Linked DNA regions of Gossypium arboreum: region 1 is linked to region 2. The links are chromatin contacts, called in public Hi-C maps. All regions are on one chromosome and are shown on one strand. Each heading gives the region's core, a stretch centred on a gene start, on an enhancer-like site or on the middle of the called end of the contact. The rest is flanking DNA. Distances are from core to core; before and after follow the strand shown. Region 1 holds the start of LOC108456249 (transcription repressor OFP6-like). Region 2 holds the start of LOC108455568 (NAC domain-containing protein 89-like).

What was found. A called contact is a pair of places that touch in the nucleus more often than the background predicts.
Region 1: a Hi-C map of leaf shows a contact between it and region 2, with 3 times the contacts expected there. The contact joins the promoter of LOC108456249 here to the promoter of LOC108455568 in region 2. A contact is called at or near these places in 3 of 5 Hi-C or Micro-C datasets (all in leaf).

What each region holds. Positions count from the first base shown.
Region 1 is chr9:70,294,451-70,298,689 of ASM2569848v2, forward strand. It overlaps LOC108456249 (transcription repressor OFP6-like), which reads right to left and starts at 1,853. Exons shown (of 3, transcript XM_053018894.1): 1 at 572-1,853. The coding sequence starts at 1,247. The coding sequence ends at 672.
Region 2 is chr9:70,161,919-70,166,224 of ASM2569848v2, forward strand. It overlaps LOC108455568 (NAC domain-containing protein 89-like), which reads left to right and starts at 1,453. Exons shown (of 6, transcript XM_053018619.1): 1 at 1,453-1,873; 2 at 2,028-2,281; 3 at 2,376-2,675; 4 at 2,770-3,126. The coding sequence starts at 1,675. LOC108454168 (ruvB-like protein 1) reads left to right here. Exons shown (of 12, transcript XM_017752518.2): 12 at 84-283. The coding sequence ends at 173.

The sequences.
Region 1 (4,239 bases), core at 603-3,102, 130 kb after region 2:
GACTGTAAACACTTCTTACTATCAATTACTGTGAATTATTAATATAACTTTTGCAAAAGAACTTATACACGCACAGCTTCATTCGCGGCAACTTTGAACCAAAAGATGATTACAAAATTATTATGATAATTGTTATTACCGGCCCAAAACCAGAATGGGTTTGGGTTGAATGCCATCAAGCTCGCATGATAATAGTAGACTAAGCTCGCATAATAATAGGTGGTTGTAGGAGAGGTATTTATATTCTCGTGTGAAGTCACATATGAGATCGAGCATGAAACTTATAAACACGTGTTAAGTCTAGAGTAAGATATATGTTAATATGAATGAAACTTATCTAATATGTCATATTAGTGAACAATACCTCTATATAAATAGGGAAACATACTCAACAAGAATAAGCAAAATAATAATAATAACACGTTCTAGTATTAAAAAATTAATACAAAATATGGTGTTAATACATAACATATCAAAATTTGTATGAATTAATAATATCTTAAACTCAACAAAATTAACATGCGAAACTTTACGAATATAATAAGAATATACCAATGGTAATGTAGAGCACCTGACTTCGTCAAAATGCCTAGTAGCTGCTTCCCACGTGCGAATTGAATGTATTCACATGTGTTGTCATCTCACACACGCGTGTCGAAAGCTGCGTCAAGCTAGGATCCAGGTTTCTCTCCTCCATGAACAAAGGATGGTTCCTGATCCTGCAGCGCTGTAACAATCTCGTCGGGAAGAACCCGCTTCCTGATCTCCATGAAAGCCTTGATAATAACATCGTGGTGGCATGGTGAATTCAGCTCCAAAAAGCATTGAAGAAGTTCCTCCAGATCATGTTTCGAGTAGATTCGTTTTTCCACGATCATTTGGAGCATGGAATGCCGGAAATCTTTGTACGGGTCGTCGGAATCCTTCACAACGGCGACGCTGTCGATGATTTTAGGGCAAGGGCGACTGAGTTTAGCTGTGGGAAGATCAGGTTCAGATTCAGAGTAGAGATCAGTAGTAGTGGGTGATGATGATAACGTATCTTCATTGTTGAAAGAGAAAGAAGGGGATGTGAGATCATCGTTTTCGATGGTTGGAAGGGCATTGTTTATTGGACTTCGGGGTGCAGAAGAAGATTTGGATTTGGGTTTGGGTTCATAAGCATCGGAGAGCTTAGGCTTGCTACACCCGCATCCAGCATTCACTGTTAACAGGGATTTAAACAGGTTTTTCTTGTTGGAAGACATTAAAAGGGAGAAGAACACAGAGAGAAAAGAGTAATTAAATTTTGTGTGTTTCTCAAGTGAAAAAGAAATGGACTTTTTAAAAAAAAAATAAAAAAATTGCAGGGCTCAGTAACAGTTGGATGGATCTGTTTTAGGTAGAAATTAGAAAAGAAAGGGTAGCAGTAGAAGGTGATTCTTGTTATTAGGAATCTATTATCGGTAGTCGTGGCTAGGAAGATAGATTTTCAGGAAGGAACCTAAAACTTCACTCTTAAACTAAATCCATTTTACTCTAAAAATTACTTGTGCCCGCTATCAAATTTTCTGCTCTTACAATCTTATTGGTAACTTCTTTTTGGGCAAATAGGGAATATTGAAGTGGACAAAAAAGAAAATGAATATAGTTAGAAAGATTAAATTGTGACATTAGGCAATTTTAAACTCTTTTCAAAACTTTTAATCCTTTTTGTACATCCAAATTCACAAAAACCCATTCAAATTCTTTTCTTTTAATATGTATAAAAACAAAAGAGGAAGACAATGAAACAAAATATGTGGCAGACTTAATGAACTACCTTTCGGGATTTTAAATATCCAACATACAATAAATAAAGGGAGCATGGTATGGAGTGTGATTAGGTTTGCATTAATAAATAAATAATTGAATGTTGAGGATTGTGTGGTGTAGATGTCAAGAAACAATTATAAGTGAAATGATGACTGGTATTAGACCATGATGATTCATGGGCTTCTTTATTTAATGTGAGTTCTAATTTTATAAGAGCCAACATAACCAATAAGATCCATGACCCAACCTTTTGAAAATTAAAACGGATGTAATGGCCATAAAAATTATTAGAGAAAATAGTGATATGGATTGACTTAAAGACTTTTAGAGGGTAAGGTTTCGTAATTAAAATCAAAGAGAATAGTGATATGGATTTAGGATGTAATTTAACTCACGGTGATTATCAAAAAACTTGAAGAGAAAAAAGAGCAAAAAGTTGAAGAGAAATACAATCACCGATTAATACAAGTGTAAAATGCAGTAATAATGCAGTAAAATGCAGTAAGTTTGTTAATATTTTTCACTTGGAGATTATTGGTTGACTTCATATCAACAAATGATATCTGGTTTTTGCTTGGATTAATTTTAATATTGCTGGAAGCTTGTGTTTCGAATGAAAGAAGGAAGAAGAGAGTTTGTTTGAAAGCAAACTTTATCCTTTTTCTTAAATGTATTTGAAGTTGATTGGAGACTTTTTTACAGAGTAATTTATGGAGATAGTTCAATAGAAAATTTTAATTTTTATATGAATATTTTAATCTTATCTAAATGTTGATGAAGAGCTCTTATATCAGCCTATAAATAGGCTAATGGTCGACTTGCTCTTGTGTGCCTTTAGAGTGTTTTTCGACTAAGTATTGTGCTTTTTTTCTTTGTATTTGTACACTCGTGTTTTAGACATTTTATTAGAGTTATTGCGATTTGTAAGTGAAATTATTTGGGGTGAATGAGTGTAATATTGGGGGTAGTTTGTCGGGGTTGCAATTATCTAATGTGTAAAGGTAGATTGAGTTGTAATCAATAGGGTTCCAGATCTATTGTTAAATAAAATCATTCATTGATTGAGGCTCAACAAAGTAGAATTGGTGAATCTGTCTTTCCTCTTTGTAAATTTTAAAGGTTAATGTAGAAATTATTTGTTACTATTTACTGATTGAATAAGTTAGTAGTTGAGTCAGTCAAAGTCTGTTTCAAACAGACCTAGTCTTTGTTTAGTGCCAGTAGTGTTCCTTTTATTTAGGAGATTTAGTTGTTAGCTATTTTAAGTATTTATAGTACTCTTCATAGAATAAAGAAGATACTTCACCCTTTCTAATTTTCTAAATTCTTTTTGCATAGAATTTAAGTCCTTTGTTCTGTTTTTACTTGTATATTCAACAGCTTTTTCTTAACATCTAGTATCAGAGCTACTCGAGGCCTTTGTTCAAGCTTATGATGGCAAGCAATCAGAATGGAGTGAACCTTTCACAGCCGTTGGTTCCAATTTTTCAAGGCAGCAACTATGGAGTTTGGAGCACTAAGATGAAGACTTTGTTTTTGTCCCAAGACCTATGAGACTTGGTGGAAAATGGATACAATGAAGAGGAGGTTGCAGCTGAGACTCTCAAAGATATCAGAAAGAGAGATGCTAAAGCTTTGTTTTTCATCCAACAAGCTGTGGATGAATCAATTTTTCCTCGCATTGAAGCGGTGACGCGTTCGAAAGAAGCATGGGACACGCTGCGAACGACATATCAAGGTACTGCAAAGGTGATTACTGTCAAACTTCAAACTCTGCGTAGGAAGTTTGATAATTTTATTATGGAAGATGATGATGTTCTGGATGATTATGTGTCAAAAGTTATTGATGTTGTGAATCAAATTCGAAAATATGGTGAGGATTTAAGTGAGCAAAGGGTAGTTGAGAAAATTCTTAGGAGTTTACCTAGGAAATATGATCATGTAGTTGCAGCTATAGAAGAGTCAAAATATTTGAGTGTGTTAACTGTTGATGAGTTGTAAGGCTCTCTTTATTCTCATGATGATAGGATGAAAAGGTATGGTAATGCGTCTGTTGAGAATGCCTTTTATAGTAGGGCGCAATACTCTCGTGGTAGAAAGGGCACCAGCGAAACAAACTTCAATGACTGGCGTGGAGGAAATTCATCTCGTAGGAGAAGAAGAGGTAGGGCTAGTGGCCAATTCAATGGACAGAACCAACGTTATAGAGATGGTGATAAAGGAGAAAATAATAGTCCAAAATAATGCTACTATTGTAGAAGGTACGGCATATTGAGAGGTTTTGCAAGCTTGAAGAGAAGCAGGCTAACTTGGCTCATGAAGATAGTGAAGAAGATGAGACAGAGAGCCTGTTCGTTGCATGCTTCAGTGCTAAGGAGTGTTCTCCTGAAGTTTGGTACATAGATAGTGGCTGTAGCAATCATATGACAAGTGAATTAAGTCTCT
Region 2 (4,306 bases), core at 203-2,702:
AGAAGAAGCTGTTTTTCATGATTGTTTACTTATCATCAATGCAAGGAGTAAATGTGAATCCGTTATTATGTATTTGTTTTTAGGCGGATCTTGAGGAAGTAAGCAAGCTATACATAGATGCCAAGTCTTCGGCAAAAATTCTTCAAGAGCAACAGGAAAAATTCATTTCATGATAATCCTATTTTTATATCTTCTTTCCTCTTGCCCTTCAGTTTTAGGTTGAATTTTGTTGTGCATTGTTTTCTCTCAGTTGGACAATTGATCATTAGTATGTGCAATGCAAGATGATTAAATGATTTATTATTGATTTGCTTTAAGACATCTAGGGTTCTTTGAACAACCTCATGTCTCAGGCCAGGTAAATCACATATAAAATGCAACCAACTCCTCTCCACCGTTATAAGAAGTAGCAGAGGTGTCATAGAAAACGGCTGAAGCTTTGAACCACGGTAGCTCCAATGTTAAGGTTGGAGGTGTCGCCACCCTGGAAAACCTCAGCAAAGAGCGGTCCGTCAGGTTGTGGGGTGGCATAGAGTTATCAATGTTGGAATCAGAAATTAATCCTGTTAACTTTTAATTATAACAAAAAAGGGTTTACATGTGCTTGAATATAAAACCAATTTTGTCATCAAGCTTTGTAAAACTTGCATTTGATAGAAGGTGAAAATCATGTTGTTATGATTGGGTCGGTAGTAAAGAATTCGAAGTCTTTTTAAACAAAGTTTTCTGAAAAATCATTTTTGGAGAGTTTTGACATTAAATTGAGTAAAAAATGGAGAAAACCAAAAGTCAGTTCGAATTGTACTGTTTAGTTTAGTTTAGTTTTATTAAATTAAAAAATAAATAAATTCAGTTTTGGTTTGGTTTGGTTATTATTTGGTTATTGGTTTTATTATAGGAACTGAATTGAATTCTTTTATTTATTTATTATTTTAAAACAAAAATAAATATTTTATACAAAATAGTAAAAATAATTTTAAAATTTCTAAAAATAATGAATTGAACCGATTTGAAGTAATAAAATTGGGTTTAATTCGATGCTCTTGAGATTGAGTCAGATTATGGTTGGATTTTTCAAACCTAAACCGTTATCCCTCAGTTGAGAGTTGAATGCAACTACAGAAGATGTTAGTGAAAAAGAAAAAATATTATCAGTGTTTAAAATAAATCCTAAACAAAGGGATTAAGCAATGGAAGAACCTTGAGCAGAGTTGTGGAAGACGTGACAACCTACGAGTAAAGCTCAAATTGAGTTGATGAACCCTTAAACGCGGTGATGGAGGTCTAATCAAGTACTTTAATGGTACGATACTATTATCATATCCCTAACCTCAAACGTAACGCAACGCCACGTGACGATACAGGTCCGTACCAACTGTCAAAACAATCTGTCCTTCACTTGTCCCACAATCCGACATCACATCACATCACATCACATCACTACCCCTTCCATACGCAAAAACTGAGAAACAAAAATAACCAAGTTTCCAACTTCAAAAAACCAAACCCAGAAGCCAAAGCAAAGCAAAGCACAACTTTTAACGTATCATCCATCCCTTTCCTCCAAGCAAACCCAACCAAAAGCCAAGACAAACAAAACACTTGTTTTTTCTTTACACCAAATAAAGAAGAAAAAGAACAAGGAACAAGGACAAGTTTGTGTTCGGTTGGATCATGATGGCAGCTGAAGGGGTTTCAAGAGAAACCCAAATGTCTATTCAAGCCTCTTCAATGTTTCCAGGGTTTAGATTTTCACCAACTGATGTTGAGCTCATTTCTTATTACTTAAAAAAGAAACTGGATGGTTATGACAAATGTGTTGAGGTCATTCCTGAGATTGAAATTTGCAGATATGAGCCTTGGGACTTGCCAGGTTAACGGCCCATTTTAATTCTCTAATTTCTTATAATGATATTATACATGATGCTATTGCATTTAGGTTTTAGTAATACATGCCTGGAGGATTCTACTTTGTTCTTGTTATATATTCGGTGGTGTGATTTCTGGTGTTTTTTTCCCTGTATCAGCTAAGTCCATCATAAAGTCAGATAATGAATGGTTCTTCTTTTGTGCTCGAGGAAGGAAGTACCCAAATGGTTCACAAAGTAGACGAGCAACCGAACAGGGTTATTGGAAAGCCACAGGGAAAGAACGTAATGTGAAGTCCGGTTCGAATGTGATCGGCACGAAGAGGACTCTCGTCTTCCACACAGGTCGTGCTCCGAAAGGGGAAAGGACCGAATGGATCATGCATGAATATTGCATGAAAGGAAAATCCCAGGTTACTAATTCTCTTATAATACTAACATATGAACAATAATTTCTCATGTTAGTCATTGACAGTGTTTTTCTTTTTTGCTGTTGGTGATTTTTAGGATTCCCTAGTGGTATGCCGTCTTAGGAAGAACAGCGAGTTTCGTCTGAATAACAATTCGAATCGGGTTGCTCGGAATCACAGGGAGTTGTCAATCGTGCATGACAGCAACCATGCTACCTCAGATGGTGGAACTGATCTAACTGGCATCTCTGAAGGGGACAAGGCAATTGAATTCTATTCAAAGAAGGCTACTAGCAGTAACGATTCTCATTCTATAGAGCAAATCGATTCGGCATCCGAATCTGAGCAAAAGCTTTCCAATGAAGTTGCACCAACAGAGTCTTCTACACTTAAGAAGGTTGTTAAAATCAACAAGATTGGTGGTTTTAATTCATACTCATAATGCAAATGAACACGAATATAATCATGTTTTTTTTGCTTAAAATTTACAGGATTCTGATGATGAAGAAGATTTCTTCGCTGAGATACTGAAAGATGATATAATCAGGCTTGATGAAACTTCATTGTCAGCCTCAACACCTGAGATTTTGCCTATGATAGCCACCACTACCCACCGTGTATCCCTTCTCCAGGGCGGAGCAAACCGGAGAATCAGATTGACAAGAACTAAAGCAGATGTCATCCAACATGGCACCGGTGGGATCTCGACCAAGAAATGGAAGTCGGAGGGACCACCAAAATGTTTGCTATCTGTATTCTCACCGAGGACTGCCATTTTAGTCATCCTGATAACTTTACTGGCTTTGTTGCTGCCATGTTCCAACTTCAAAAGCAGCAAAGTATTTCAAATATGATGCATTGTAGCAGCAGAAGTTATGGGAATGAATAGCGTTCATAGTTGAGGGCATTTGATTATTTCAACATTGAGTTCTTTATCTGGGGGTGTAAAAGAATCCAGTTTGGTTAGTTTAAATGGTCATGAATAATATAGTTATTTGTATTCAAGTTCTTCTTCTTTCATATTTAGTCTAAAAGCTAGCCAACATAAGTTTGTTTATGGGTGAGGCTGTCTAGGCATCCAACCCAGGACCTAGTCTTTTGTTCTTACATGAGAAGCTTTGTTGATAAAAACATGTTCATAAAAATATATTATCCAATAAATTTACAAATAATTAAAAATAAACTAATTCAATCAAGTTAATTATTAAAATATCCTTTACATATGAGAATACTTTTATTTTTTCATTTAAAAGTTGCAAATGTTGGTCTAGTCGGTGGTGCTGACTATTCATTTTACTCGTTTTACTAGCATTGGGTGTTGGTGTTGGGAGCTTCTATTTTTCTTTGCATATTCGGAGTTGGCCGAGGAGAGCTCATCAGAGGCGGTTGGGATTTTTGTGCTCCTTTCTGATTGTTTCCTTGTTTCTTTAGGGTTTGTTTGTTTCCTTTTGTTGTATTTGTTTTTTGGTTTTTATTTTGTTGTACGGTGTCGTTTTGTTTCCTTAATAAATTCTAGCCTTCATTCAATATATATATTAGAATTTTTTTAAAACATGCTATATGTGTATATATATAATTTTATAATTTCTAAAACTTTTAATATTTATTTATAATTTTAATAATTTAAGAAACAAGCTCAAAATAAATTTGGACAAATGGTTGTTCAGGTTTATTCAAGTCTGGACAATCATATGTCTAGATTTATTTTGAATGCATAAAAAAAATATTTAATTTTAAAAATATTGTTAGGCTAGCAAGAGTTACACATTGCCCGTCATCTATCGTTGTTTGATTGCTACTCAACCTCGTTAGCACTTAACAATAGAAATAGATGAAAATTTTAACAAATTAACTAATTTACTTTAATTTAATCTACATGATTTAATTTGCTCATTTTTTAATTAGTAGTTAGACAAAAATGTAATCCAGGCTTGATGGTACTTTTACTAATAGAAGAATAATGGGTAAACTAAATCTAATGTCACTAAACTATTAGTAAATTTACACTTTAGCCACTTAACTTCAAAA